Linked DNA regions of Zea mays: region 1 is linked to region 2. Evidence: chromatin contacts called from public Hi-C data. All regions are on one chromosome and are shown on one strand. The core of a region is the stretch at or near the end of the contact, and the rest is flanking DNA. Distances in the headings are between cores, read along the strand shown. Region 1 holds the start of LOC100272502. Region 2 holds the start of LOC103628691 (agamous-like MADS-box protein AGL80).

Evidence for each region. A called contact is a pair of places that touch in the nucleus more often than the background predicts.
Region 1: a contact with region 2 is called in a Hi-C map of tassel, with 4 times the contacts expected there. The contact joins the promoter of LOC100272502 here to the promoter of LOC103628691 in region 2. A contact is called at or near these places in 5 of 25 Hi-C or Micro-C datasets (ear, endosperm, leaf and 1 more).

Annotation. Positions count from the first base shown.
Region 1 is chr5:175,483,000-175,485,699 of Zm-B73-REFERENCE-NAM-5.0, forward strand. It overlaps LOC100272502, which reads left to right and starts at 1,451. Exons shown (of 12, transcript XM_008683160.4): 1 at 1,451-1,713; 2 at 2,293-2,485; 3 at 2,588-2,692. The coding sequence starts at 1,627.
Region 2 is chr5:175,347,622-175,350,321 of Zm-B73-REFERENCE-NAM-5.0, forward strand. LOC103628691 (agamous-like MADS-box protein AGL80) reads right to left here and starts at 1,334. Exons shown (of 1, transcript XM_008648849.2): 1 at 471-1,334. The coding sequence starts at 1,334. The coding sequence ends at 471.

The sequences.
Region 1 (2,700 bases), core at 201-2,700, 140 kb after region 2:
CTACCACTGCGTCGCCTCCTCGAGCAGCAGCATCACTGTCTGTCGTCATCCTTGTCGTTGCATCTACATGTTGTCAACACTTGTTAGTGCACGTCTCTCACATGGTCTTCTTTGGTTGTTCAAGTTCTTCGCCGACTTCAAGCACCGCCGTCGTGCTACAATGACACTATCAAGGACCTTCTTCCTATGCGTCGTGGCTCTCCTGACGTGACAGCTCCAGAAACCTCAATGTGTCGCCACGCCTACCTCTTTGCCTTCATCCAGCACAACCTTGTTGCTAGCGTCGCTGTCTCATCCTCACCGCTCTGATAACCGTGAGCTGCAACGACACTCCCGTCATATTGTACCACAACCGTTGTGGAGGTCTTCTCTGATGGTCCCTTTCAGACGCTGACACTTGGTTGGGGCCTCTACCTAGTATGTGTGGTACTAGCAAACACCAACATATGCATTCGTGTACGACACATTTCTAGGCGTGGCAAACATGGGGCATGCCTCGTCCATGGCGGTTTGACAACATCGTCCTCAATGTCAGCTTCTTCCACTACAACTGCATAGTCGTCTTCGTCTATGGTGCCCTCCTTCTGCGCCATCGTCACCCTGACGCCTCTTGGTGCGTTGCGGGCCTTCCCGCATGCTGCGCCTGTGCCGCGACTTATCGGCTTGTCTTCTTTGACATCCTCAATAGCTCCATCGACCACAACTCCCTACACACAGCACTGACACAACGCTCTATGCCCTTGCACTCGGTACCTCGACATTATCGGCACAAAGGGCTATCATTTGCATGGGCTACTCTAGTCGCCGCATTCGCATGACGTTCCTACCGAGGGGGATAACTCAATTGTTCTCCAGTCCGTCCATTCGTGTTGCTAACACTACGACTACGGGGATGTTGGAGTATATTAAGTAACTCCTGATATGGTTGGTTTAAGATAGATTGTAATCCCGAGATAACATTCCTTATCTTTAGAATAACCTTCCTCAACTCTAGGATAGACTTCTTGCCATCCATGTTATGTACTCCTATATTTTCTCTATACACTCAATGCAATATATCCCACACATTATACACAATCTCTCATTCCTACAATTACAACAATGAATCTAAATAAACATTTTTGATAAAATAAAGTTAATTGTAAGTAAACTACTTTATAAATTTTAAAATAGTTAATGTTTTCTATTTTATATATTATATTACACTATTTGTGTTCAGTTTTTAAACAATAAATAACTTATCATTAAAGTGTGCTTAATAATAAAATAAACTATAATAAAATAACCAATATGTATATAAAGTTTTAAATAAGACGAATAATCAAATGTTTTTTCTAAAAATTGAAAATATCAATATTTTTAGTACGTAGTAATAAATAAAATATAAGCAACACAATTAAAATGTAAAAGTAAAAAAAAAATCTGACGGTCTCCATACAGGCTACAGCCTGAAGTCTGCTCAGCGTGTTGTAGGCTTGTAGCTTTCCTCAAAAACCTCGGGCTTCCCCTGGCTTCCATGCAGCAGTCCCCCCTTCGTGTCGCACTCGCACAGTCGCACTCCATAAGGCAAGGAGGAAAACAGAGAGACGACCACCGCTCCGCGCCGGCCGGCCATTCCATCCGGCAATGGCCTCCGCCGCCGGTGCTGCGTTCGCCGCCATCACCCTCCTCATCCTCGTACCCCTCACCGCCGCTTCGGACTCCGACCACAAGGTACCGGTCTACCGGACGACTTGCCCCCCATCTCCCAGTCTCGCCCCGTCGAAACGAGCACACTACATGCGACGGAAAACCTGCTCCCCTCCCCCCTGGTGTCGTGCCTCCCAGCGACAGCGGTTGGCTCGGCTCGCGCGCTCCGCTCCGCACACGCTAGATCCGCGATCGCTTGGGGTCAGATCTGCGTGTCGCCGGCCCGGGCGATTGGGATCTCTCTGTATTGCGCGCCGGGTCGAGCTGTCGAGCGGTTGCTAGATCTTATCTGTGTTCGTAGCCGATTGCGGTTGGGAGTGAAATGGATGGGGAGAAACAACAGTGTGGAAACCTTCAGGCCATTGTGTCGATTAGTAATCTTCTGACGTTAGACCGATCGAAGTGCATCTTCTATGACTATTTTTTCTTTGTTGCATTCAGTTCAGGTACGTATTGCTTGTGCCTTGCTTTTGCCTCCATTGTGTAAGTTAGGTGAATTTTGTGCCCAGCGCTAGATAGGATTTTTACGTTTTTGCCAACAAGCTGTCTAATCGTTCTCATCCATGCGCTTTCTTTCTTTCTGCTGCTGTTTGTTTATTTTAGTACCAAGCAGCGGAGCCTGTGACGCTCTGGGTGAACAAGGTTGGTCCGTACAACAATCCGCAGGAGACATACAACTACTACAGCCTCCCATTTTGCCATGCGTCAGAAAACCATGTGCATAAGTGGGGAGGACTCGGCGAGGTCCTTGGTGGGAATGAGCTCATTGACAGCCAGATCGACATAAAGTTTGGAAGTAAGTGATCCTTGCTTTTGTCCTGCTTCAGTACTTTAACAGTGAAGGGGTAATGTAGATGTGATGAGGCCGATGACTAAAATTTGTAATGCTTTGTCTCAGAGAATGTTGATAAGGCCACAATTTGTTCGCTAGACCTCGATCTTGTCAAGGCTAAGCAATTGTCGGATGCGATTGAGAACTCATATTGGTTTGAATTTTTCATTGGTGAGCTA
Region 2 (2,700 bases), core at 84-2,583:
AACACTCCGCTCCTACCGGCGGTTGCGGACCATCCGGCCCTAGGCCGTGGACTATCCGCGCTACCGCAGAAAACACCAACGCTAGTACACATCAAGGTGATTGGCGTCCAGATCAATGTCAACACTGTGCATATATGTGGTCTGACATAAAATATAGCGCATTACATGTACAGATGATATGATATGATGTCTGTAAAGGGTAACAATTCATGAATCCGTTTTTGTTCCAACACCATACACAGTAACCGACATGTATGTCGCATGACAAGTACAATACTTAGGACGAATGAAAAACCACACTGGCAAGTAAAAATAAAATCATATACTAGGATGGAGTGGAGTATTATATATAGGCGGTACGGTACGGGACACCGGACACGAACGACGGCAGGACCGGATACGAGTACTATGACGAGCGACGACGACGGCGATGGTGCCGTCGACTGTGGCGGCCGGGGCGCCTCCGGTCCTCAGATCGGAGGGAAAGGAGAAAGGCCAGGATCAGCCCACCCAAATCCGGCGCCCAAATTGCCCAGATGAGGCAGCATGTCAGCCACCACCCCAACGCTGGTGCCGCCGGCGCCTCCGAAGCTCCCGCGCCCACCACCGAAGCCACTGTAGACGAGCGCGCCGAGGTCCCCTCCGGCCTTGGCCACTTCCATCAACCAGCTGGGCGCCTGCGGCTGCGCAGCCGCCTCATGGACAACGCCCGCGTGCCCGTGCTCGGCGGGGGCGTCGACGCTGTAGGGCACCAGCGGCAGCAGGCTCACCTGAGGCAGCTGCAGCTGCAGGTTCGTCGTCGCAGTCGCAGGGTCGGGGAGGACGACGTCCTGGCCGCCCTTCCCGGCGGTGGCGGCCTGGAGGCGCTCGATGGCATCCTTGACGCCGTTGAGGCGGTTCTCCACCATCCAGCCGAGGCCGGCGATCTCCTCGACGGAGAGGCCCGCGAGGCCCGGGCGGCGGCCGGCGATGGCGTCGTGCAGGAGGAGCGCCGTCTCGCGCTCGTGGTTCTCGCGCCGCGCCTTGCGCAGCTGCTCCCTGAGCTTGTCGATGCGCTGGTTCAGGAAGCCCTCCATGTCCATCATCTTCTTGCACTGGTCCAGCTCCGGCATCGCCTTGAAGCGGGCCAGCACCTGGGCCGCCTTGGCCACGTCGTCCGGCCACACCTCGGGCTGCGACTCCCCGTCGCCGTACACCACCACGCAGGCGTCCACGTCGCACAGCGTCGCCAGCTCGCTCGCCTTCTTCATCAGCCCCTTGCGCCGCTTCTTGAAGGTGGCGCGCCGGGTCGAGTCGTTGGCGATCCACTGCAGGGTCACCTTCTTGCGAGCCATGTCGTCCGGCGCCGGCGCTGGCGATGGGAATCAAATCAAAACGCAAAATGGCGGTTGCTGAGACTGCATGCCATCCTGGAGCGCTTAGCTAGGGCCTAGGGGAAGGAGGAATAGAGATCTCATTTTATAGCCGTCCGTTTGGAAAGAAATGATATAGAATCGTACCATTATTACTATGATACGGAAACAGTTAAGATTTGGATCATAATAGTAGAAATTTAGCGTGTCGATGCTGATTCATTCAAATACACCTAGTAGCTACTAGCTAGCTAGCTGGCTAGCGTATCTTTCCCACACTTATTTTTGCCCATCTAGAAACGATGTCATCTAATGGCCTATATATGTTCATATAGCAACTTGGATTGATTTTGGAGATTTGAAATACATTAACACGGGAATACGCATGCATATACTGCATGATTGGTTGACTCGACGTCGAGCGTCGGTCTCCAGCTAGCCCGGACCGCTGGGTACGCAGGATAGATGTGTTTCCGCGCATGCAGACAATCAAGCGAAAAAAAATACTTCTGCTGCATGTGCGGGTGCAGGCTGCCACCCTCTTCTTCAGTTAACCAAACAGACGTTGTGCAAAGTCAATGGAACGCCACGGGCCTGGAGACAGCGGCCAACCAACCAATCACGCAGATAGTGATTTATTGGCAGCACTTATAAGAAGTCTGTTTGACGTTATTATAAGTATTTATTAGTTGACATGTTTGGACGATCGATGGATGCCAGTGCCACGATAAATGTACGCCTGATTTTTTTATTTTGTTTTTTCATAAAAAATTTATGTTTAGTTTTTTTTGGAGAAACGAATCATATGTTTACACACAATGCTTCGGCTTCATGGCGCATCAAGATTACACGTGTCAGCACCATAAGTTACGAGATGTCGAGATATAAGTCAAATACTATGGACAGTGATCTGACACCACTTGGATGTCATATGGTCTGTAATGCTGACCTCAGCACCACAGATCATGACGTTGAGCAGCCTCATCTTATCTTATTTCTCTTTCCTCTGTCTCGACCTCGACCATGTCTAGATCCTCTTCATTAGTCGTGGCATCGTGCCTCTTGTCTATCGGCTTGCCCATCGCGCCGCCCAATCCCTTGGCCCACCATATGCCGCAATATGCTTATATGCTGACGGATTTCCTCATGAAATTTATCTGTCAGCAATGCACGGAAGCAATGTGCCTTTGTAGGTTTGTGGTCGCTAGTGAAGAGGACGGCTTGAAGATTAGTTGAGGGCCAAATTGATGTCTATTAGAAACTAATGGAGATCGACACTGCCAGGTGTGGTTTAAGATAGGCAATATATTATATATATGTGATTATTTTGGTATTATAGTTCTGGTAA